2 separate regions of the Ovis aries genome follow, and region 1 is linked to region 2. A link is a contact called in public Hi-C data. All regions are on one chromosome and are shown on one strand. The core of a region is the stretch at or near the end of the contact, and the rest is flanking DNA. Distances in the headings are between cores, read along the strand shown.

Region 1 (4,400 bases), core at 1,529-4,028, 330 kb before region 2:
CCCGGTTTGATCCCTGGGTTAGGAAGATCCCCTGGTGAAGGGAAAGGCTACCCACTCCACTATTCTGGCCTTTAGAATTCCAAGGACTGTATAGTCCATGGGGTCACTAAGAGTCGGACACGACTGAGCGACTTTCACTTCTTTCCATCCTTGTCGGGGGCACCGTGGGCTGTTCAGCTTGCTCTTCCTGCACCCCCTGCCCGGGCCACCCACTCCCTTTGCTGGAAATGCGTTCCAAGGACTGACGCAGGAGTCTCCCCATGAGGGCAGCTTCACGTCCAAGGGCTGATGACTTCCACTGGGGTGAACCTGCAGACCTCAGCAGGCTGTCAAGGATGCAGTTCCCAATGTGGCCACGAAGTGGCAGCACAGACAGGCCTCCGCTCCGGAAAATCAACCGTTTTGGATGTAGATCCAGCGCATGGCCTCTTGGCTGTCCTGGACCCCCGTTCAGTGACAGCAGAACCATCACGACTGCCACAGCCATCCAATGTCTGTTTCAAGACACAGAAGCCATCACTGTTGATAGCCATGCTGTACTGTGAGCTCTTTACAGCAGAGTTCCCATCTGATTCCCTTGAGTCCTAAGAAGAGATAGGAAATGAGTATTTGCACCTCTTTTAATCCTCAAAATAAATTATATAGTCCGAGTTTTACAGGTGAGCGGATCAATGCTGAGAGCAATTACACGATGCTGCACAAGGTCACAGCCAATGAGAAACATGTTTTAATTTTATTAGCATATAGCTTTTTGTTTTCTATTGGAGTATAACTGCTTCATAATGCTGTTAGTTTCTGCTGTGCAACAAAGCGAACCAGCAGAGTGTACTGATTCACAATGCTGTGTTAGTTTCAGGTAAACAGCAAAGTGATTCAGTTAAATATACACATATATTCACTTTTTGAGACTGCTTTCCCATATAGGTGATAACGAATATTGAGTAGAGATCCCTGTGCTACACTGTGGGTCCTTGCTGGTTATCTATTTTACATACAGCAGTGTGTGTTAGTTCCAAGCTCCTAATTTATCCTAATTTATCATGAGAAGAGTTGACTCATTGGAAAAGACTCTGATGCTGGGAGGGATTGGGGGCAGAAGGGGACGACCGACGATGAGATGGCTGGATGGCATCACGGACTCGATGGACGGGAGTCTGAGTGAACTCCGTCCAGGAGATGGTGATGAACAGGGAGCCCTGGTGTGCTGCGATTCATGGGATCGCAGAGTCAGACACGACTGAGCGACTGAACTGAACTGAACTGAATTTATCCTTTCCCCATGATGTGTTTTTAACTTTACTATAGAAAACTTCACAGAGAAGAAAATGGTCATAACTCCCACACTTTATCATCCAGCTACCAAAATTATCAACATTTTGCCGTTTCTTCCATCCTCGTTTTTGTTTTTGTTTTTTAGCCTGCATAACCATAAAGCAAATTCCAAATTCTGCGGCAATTTAAATACTTCCATTGGCATCGCCGAACAACTACGTTATTTTAATCTAAACATTAGGCCACCTCTCCCTAACAAAAATATCAATAACTCCTGTCATCTAACAGTTTATATTTGACTTTCCCCTTTATCTTACAAATATCTTTTTTCACAGTTGGTTTGTTCGATCATGATTCAAATAAAGGTCCACACAGTCCATCTTTTATGTGCTCTAATTCTCAAACAGTCTTACTTCCTTTTTCCCTCTAGACCCCTAACTGGGGTCATTTGCCCAGCAGAACGTCTTACGTTCTGGATTTGACTTTTTGCCTCCTTCTGCGAGTGGCCCAGGGCCTGACATTCAACGTGATGAGTGCTCTCAATGGAAGCAAAGCAGAACAGAGGTTTGGTCCTCACAGATGGGACACGCAGGCAGCACTCCGTTGGGGACACCACGGGCTCTGCGATTCGGGCAGAGGGGACAGCAGCTGCGACACCCAGGTACAAGGAGCACCTGGGCTCCTTCGCGGCACGAGACACAGTAGCACTGGCATTTGTTAAGAGTAACGAAAACATTCGGATTTTATGAGCTTTGGTTGTGTCCCCAGAAGTCGTCTTCGATGCTGTTCTTGGTATGCTTTGGTGTCTTACTCTGAGAAAATTGGGCTTCCCTTGTAGCTCAGTCGGTAAAGAATCTGCCTGCCGCGCAGGAGATCCCGGTTTGATCCCTGGGTAGGGAAGATTCCCTGGAAAAAGAGATGGCAACCCACTCCAGTATCCTTGTCTGGAGAATCTCATGGACACAGGAGCCTGATGAGCTGCAGTCCATGGGGTCGAAAAGAGCCGGGCACGACTGAGCGACTAACACACTGAGAAAACTGAAGGTGGAAGGCGTGCAAACGAAACACACCACCTAAGTCTCCTTGCCCAGGCCCGACGCCTCCGCGCTGGACCACACAGGCTTCCCGGGTTTTGCCTTAACAAAACCCACAGTACCGACGGAAGCCCCCTCCGGCCACCAGTCAGCCCTCCTGCGCTGCGAAGTCGCCGGCAGGACGGGCGGTGACCGCCTAACGCTGTTTTAACCGACTTTCCTGGAGCCCTGCGGTCGCCCGTCCACGAGCTTTCGTCCTTGACCTATTTGCCTTTAGCCTACACTGAGCACCCAGAGTCTGGCTCGGTCCCAGCAGCTCGGGCTGTGAGGGAGAAAAGGCAAAAGCCCTGGCGTCTGGCCACCTCCCAGAGCAAAGAGCGCCCCGAACCTCGAGGTGCACGTACAGGAAGGGAGGGCCTCACTGGAAACCGCGCTCGAGAGTCTCCTTGCCCCCTCAGTCCGCACTTCCGGTGCCCTCCCCATGCTCTCTCTCTATTGGTTCTTCCCTTGACCACGCCCCTCCACGGAGGAGTCTGTTTCCTTCACCTTTCACCTCAGCTTCACTTTCTGGGGCCTCTTAAGGCCTCAAACCCCGCCCACCGTCCAGGCCGGCAATTATTGGTGAATATGGCCTGTCCATCAGTGGAAAAACGGTGGTTGATTGGCTGAGGGGAAGCAATTGGGCGGGAGAAGCAAGAATAGAGTCTCGCGCATGCCCGGTGAGCGCACGCAGTGCCGGCAGCAGTCATGGCGGCTCGGTGTGTGCGGCTGGCGCGGCGCAGCCTCCCGGCTTTCGCGTTGTCTCTCAGGTAAGGGGCGCCGATGGCCAGGCTTAGGAGGGGCGCGCTGTCCCCGCTGGCTCAGACGCGAGCCCTGCCCGGCTCCGGCCTGGGCGTCGTGGGGGGTCTTCCAGACGCTGGGCGCGGGCTCCGCTGGTTTCTCCTGTGGGGCCTGCCCGGCCGCCTCTCTGTCCGTGCTGTCCGCGGGGCGGACGGGACGGCTCCCCGCGCGAGGCGTCGGTGGCGAGCGGGCTCCTTCCGCCCTGCCCGAGCTTCCTCCCCCTCCGCGTGCTGCGGAGTCCCCTACCTAACCCACCGTGGGGGAGAGCCGTTGACTTAGAGCAGTGACGCCGCGGCGGAGGTCACGAGGCCCTGCCCTCTCCTTGGCTTTTCTTTTCCTTTTTGTTTTTTGTTTTTTGTTTTTTTTTTTTTTTTGCGGTTTCTGTCGTTTCAAAGTCCGGCCTCCTAACTTAGTTTAGTCCGTGCTTAGCGGACAGATACTGAAGCTGAAACTCCCAGTAATTCGGCCATCTGATGCGAAGAACTGACTCGTTGGAAAAGACCCTGATGCTGGGAAAGATTGAAGGCGGGAAGAGAAGGGGAGGACAGAGGATGAGATGGTTGGATGGCATCACCGACTCAGTGGACATGAGTTTGAGTCAACTCCGGGAGTTGGAGATGGACAGGGAGGCCTGGCTTGCTGCAGCCCATGGGATCGCGGAGTCGGACATGACTGAGCGAGTGAACTGAACTAGCACCTTCCACGTTGGGGGGAGCTTCGGAGAACCAGGTTATCTGTTAAGAGAAGCTGCTCTGGGCCGAACATGGGAGTAGAAGCTGCGCGGAGAGGGAGCCGGACTTTGGCCTCAAGGAGCTTTATTTAGTGATGGTGAGACGGTAAACGGGTCGGTAAAAGGGGACGAGGACAGGGCGAGGGGATGAAGCTGCGATTCTAGCCTGATCCATTGTATAGACAGCGTGGGAACAAACCCGCCTGGGGAGTCTTGAGTGAGTACAGGCGGTTGGCTCAATTTGCGATTTTTGTAACTGGCATTGATTGCCTGGACGTGTGTGCGTGATCCGTCTTGTCCAACTCTTTGCGATCATTTGGATTGTAGCCAGCCAAGCTCCTGTGTCCTTGGGGATTTTCCAGACAGGAATACTGGAGTGGGTTGTTATGCCCTTCTCCAGGGGATATGCCTGACCCAGAGATTGAACCCGCTTCTCTTATGTCTCCTGCATTGGCAGCTGGGTTATTCACTACTGGCGCCACCTGGGAAATCCAGTTGATTGCCAAGACTGCGTGCATTTCTGC
Region 2 (3,975 bases), core at 399-2,898:
AGGGATGTTTAAGATTCCAGGTCCTCAGGGTGAAAGAATAAAATCCTAAGACTAGTTGTATCATCACACACATGATTTAAATATTCATTTTGAGGAGAAATATCTAAAGCTGTGAACTTTATCCCACTCCTAAAATTACATACACAACATGTCTATCTTCGAACAAACAAAAAGCAAACACGTAAAGTCCTTTTCAGACAGCTTTTCCAATAAAATTTACACTTTTTATTAATTTTAAAATTACAAATCAAACGTTGGTAATCATATATAGCCATGTTAGCTTTGGACAAATTAAGACTGTAGTTATACTTTCAAATACAACTTCAGAATGAGTCGCAATAAAAACATTTTCTCAAAAATTGTATGATTTCCTTTGGTTTACAATCCATCATATGGAAAGTTTAATATAATTTAAAATAATTTACCATCTACCCTAACGCATGCTATAGAAATCTGAATCACTATCAGCACTTTATTGATTGGGAGATGTGTGCAGAAATTAACAGCTGTGGCCGTTGATTTGTTCTTTAAGAGAATATCGAACTGCCTCCAGGCAATAGTTTGGGTAACAAAAGACGTATGAATACGTCTCTGGTCAATAAGTTGTTAGGCTCCAATTAACAAGGCTTTAAGGGCTCAGTAGTTTTCCTAAGAGTATTGCAAATATACAAATGTTGAAAAGGTAATACTGTTAGTTGAGCTGTAAAATGCCTAAAAATAACAGTTCTGCCACAGTGTGCAGGTAAGTTCATACATTTTGCTTCCAGGATTCCCCTACCAAGCAGCTTTCGTGTTTCAAGTTTGAACTGGAAGACATAGAAAACCATACATTCCACTGAAATGATGAGGAGAGTGAGCAATCAAGTGTGCAAAACCCAAACTTTACAATTCCGTACGCCAACATCAGAGGTGTCCGGTAACAGGAATTTCAACTGATCTGATTAACAGTCGAGATAATTTCAGACCTGTCTTCTTGCAGCGCTGTCCGGCAGACTCAGACCTGCGGTCTTTCGCTACAACAGGGAAAGTGGTCTTCCGTCCGAAAGACGACGGGGGGTTCGTAGCCGGTCAGCTGGGACCTGCCGGGGGGCGCCTTGTGGAAAAAGGAGGGCACGTTAATCGTGTGCAGCAATTTCCTGAACGTACTGGGGAACGTCCCCAGCTCGGCCTCAGCCCTGGCGACCTGCTCCTCCAGCCTGGCCACACTGGCGCTGACCATGCCCACGAAGGCCTCCAGCCGGTCGATCTTGCTGTAGACTCGCCGCATCTCGGTGGCTTTGGCGTAAATGAGAGGCACGCCCTCGCCGACTACGTGCGAGGAGTCGCCGCGCAGCATGTCCAGCATGCCCACAAACTCGTCCACCCTGGTGAGCAGGTCCTCCAAGCTCGCGTCCAGCGCCTCGATCTCTGGCCGCGCCCCCGCGCCGGGCAGCAGGCAGGAGGCGTAGCCCTCGGCGGCGCGGCGCAGCAGCGGCGGGTCCCGGCTCGGCGCGCCCGACTCCGGGCCCTCGTCCTCCCACGGCCCCGAGGCGCTGCTGTGGCTCTGCGACACATTTCCGCTGTCCCCGCTCCAGGCCGCCACCTGAGCCTCGGCTTCCTCGGCCGGCTCCTCACCAACCGGCCCGCAACTCGGTGGGAAATCCTCCATAGCCCGCAACCGCCGGGCTAGACAGCCCCACTTCCGGGCTTGGCGCGCGCTTGCACCTGCGCACGCGCGGCACTACTTCCGGCCCCTGTGCGAGCACGTACCCGCACGTACACACGCCCTCTCTAGGGGACCGCCCCCACTCGCCCGCGCATGCGCACTCATCTCTGCTTCCAGCCGTTGGACGCGGGTGCACGGGCACTGCGGTCTCTGCGCGCAGGTGCTCAGGCTCAGAAATCTTAAAAACACACACACACACACACACACACAACAAAAGAGTATGGGTAGAGCATCAGTTAGCATCACTCCCTTTTGGCCTCTAATTAAAAAAGATTTTTTAAACCTCTAAAAATTTTGGGGAAACAGTGGAAACAGTGTCAGACTTTATTTTTTGGGCTCCAAAATCACTGCAGATGGTGATTGCAGCCATGAAATTAAAAGACGCTTACTCCTTGGAATGAAAGTTATGACCAACCTAGATAGCATATCCAAAAGCAGAGACGTTGCTTTGCTGACTAAGGTCCATCTAGTCAAGGCTATGGTTTTTCCTGTGGTCAGGTATGGATGTGAGAGTTGGACTGTGAAGAAAGCTGAGCTCCGAAGAATGGATGCTTTTGAACTGTGGTGTTGGAGAAGACTCCTGAGAGTCCCTTGGATTGCAAGGAGATTCAACCAGTCCATTCTGAAGGTGATCAGCCCTGGGATTTCTTTGGAAGGAATGATGCTAAAGCTGAAACTCCAGTACTTTGGCCATCTCATGTGAAGAGTTGACTCATTGGAAAAGACTCTGATGCTGGGAAGGATTGGGGGCAGGAGGAGAAGGGGACGACGTAGGATGAGATGGCTGGATGGCATCACTGACTCGGTGGACGAGAGTCTGAGTGAACTCCGGGAGATGGTGATGGACAGGGAGGGCTGGTGTGCTGGGATTCATGAGGTTACAGAGTCGGACACGACTGAGCGACTGAACTGAACTGATAGCCAAGTAACCTCCATCCAGGTCAAGATTTGGAACATGTCCAGGAACCATGATAGTCTTCCCCCTCATTTACCTAGCTTCTTGCTGTTTATAGTTAAATGAAAGAGAAGTCAGATAAGCAAAATGAAGGTCTGTTAAACCTTGACTTTTATCTTTTTGGCTGTGAGACTTGAGGGATTGTAGTTCCCTGACCAGGGATTGAATTGATGCCTCCTGCAATGGAATGGCAGAGTCCTAATCACTGGACTGCCAGGAAAGTCCAAACTTTGCTATTTTTGTGACTTTGAAAATTCTCAGCATTTCCAAATGGCAAAAGAAAAGTGAAAGTCGATGTCGGATGGTTTGACACCCCATGGACTACACAGTCCATGGAGTTCTCCAGGCCAGAATACTGGAGTGGGTAGTCTTTCCCTTCTCCAGGGGATCTGCCCAACCCAGGGATCAAACCCAGGTCTCCCGCATTGCAGGTGAATTCTTTACCAGCTGAGCTATCAGGGAAGCCAGAATAAGCAGAATTAAGAATGGTTTTATAGCAAAGATCACATCCAGGGTGATCTTGGGTGGCCTCAGCCTGCAACGTCTTGAATCAGGACTTGGATGAGAGCCTCAGATCCTGGCCACTAGACCAGGTGTCAGGGACAAGGGCCCTGGCCCTTCGGCTTTGCAAAGAATTCACACAAAGATGGAAAGTAGTGAAACAAGTATTTATGAGGATGAAAAAGAGTGTACGTGTGGATAGACAGGAGTGGACTCAGAGAGTCGCTGAGTCGAGACCTCATGGCAGTTTGAATTACTTTTATGGGGCATTTCCTCTGGGTTTCCTTTGGGCAGTCATTTTGATTTGCCTGGTTCACAGTCCATATTTGGTATATCTCAGGATCCTTCCATGTGTGCACATGCATCTCTTAGCCAAGATGTATTCCCCCGAAGAGCCGTATGGGTACAGCCTCAGTTAGCATCACTCCCTTTTGGCCTCCGAGGAGCCTTTCTGCACGTGTGTGGCTGAAGAGGTCTCCTGGCTTTGGGAATGAGAGCTATGTGGTTTAGATAGGGCCCAGCCTTCTCCCGTCTCACCCCTTCTCATGCTATTCTTGTCTTGGAGTTCCGATCCACATGGACTGAGTCTACAGTCGCTTTACTCTGGGGGGACCATCTACTTCCTGCCTCAAGGAAAAAAAAATAGGGAGTTGAGACTGTAAAATCCCTCTTAATTGATAGTTAACCAAAGAAATAAATGGAAAATTTTATTCAAGCCAACCCAAGGATTATATTATAACCTGGGAGACAGTCTTTCAGAAAGCTCTGAGGATTGTTCCACTAGTAAGAGATAAAAGCACAATTATTTAGTTTT

Evidence for each region. Hi-C and Micro-C count contacts between places; a contact is called where the count stands out from the background.
Region 1: a contact with region 2 is called in a Hi-C map of muscle, with 7 times the contacts expected there. The contact joins the promoter of LOC121819851 here to the promoter of BLOC1S4 in region 2. A contact is called at or near these places in 6 of 16 Hi-C or Micro-C datasets (blood, hypothalamus, liver and 2 more).

What each region holds. Positions count from the first base shown.
Region 1 is chr6:114,264,562-114,268,961 of ARS-UI_Ramb_v3.0, reverse strand. LOC121819851 (keratin-associated protein 16-1-like) reads right to left here and starts at 2,778. Exons shown (of 2, transcript XM_042251672.2): 1 at 2,711-2,778; 2 at 1-584. It overlaps GRPEL1 (GrpE like 1, mitochondrial), which reads left to right and starts at 3,034. Exons shown (of 4, transcript XM_004010013.5): 1 at 3,034-3,115. The coding sequence starts at 3,054.
Region 2 is chr6:113,932,158-113,936,132 of ARS-UI_Ramb_v3.0, reverse strand. It overlaps BLOC1S4 (biogenesis of lysosomal organelles complex 1 subunit 4), which reads right to left and starts at 1,648. Exons shown (of 1, transcript NM_001126362.1): 1 at 995-1,648. The coding sequence starts at 1,648. The coding sequence ends at 995.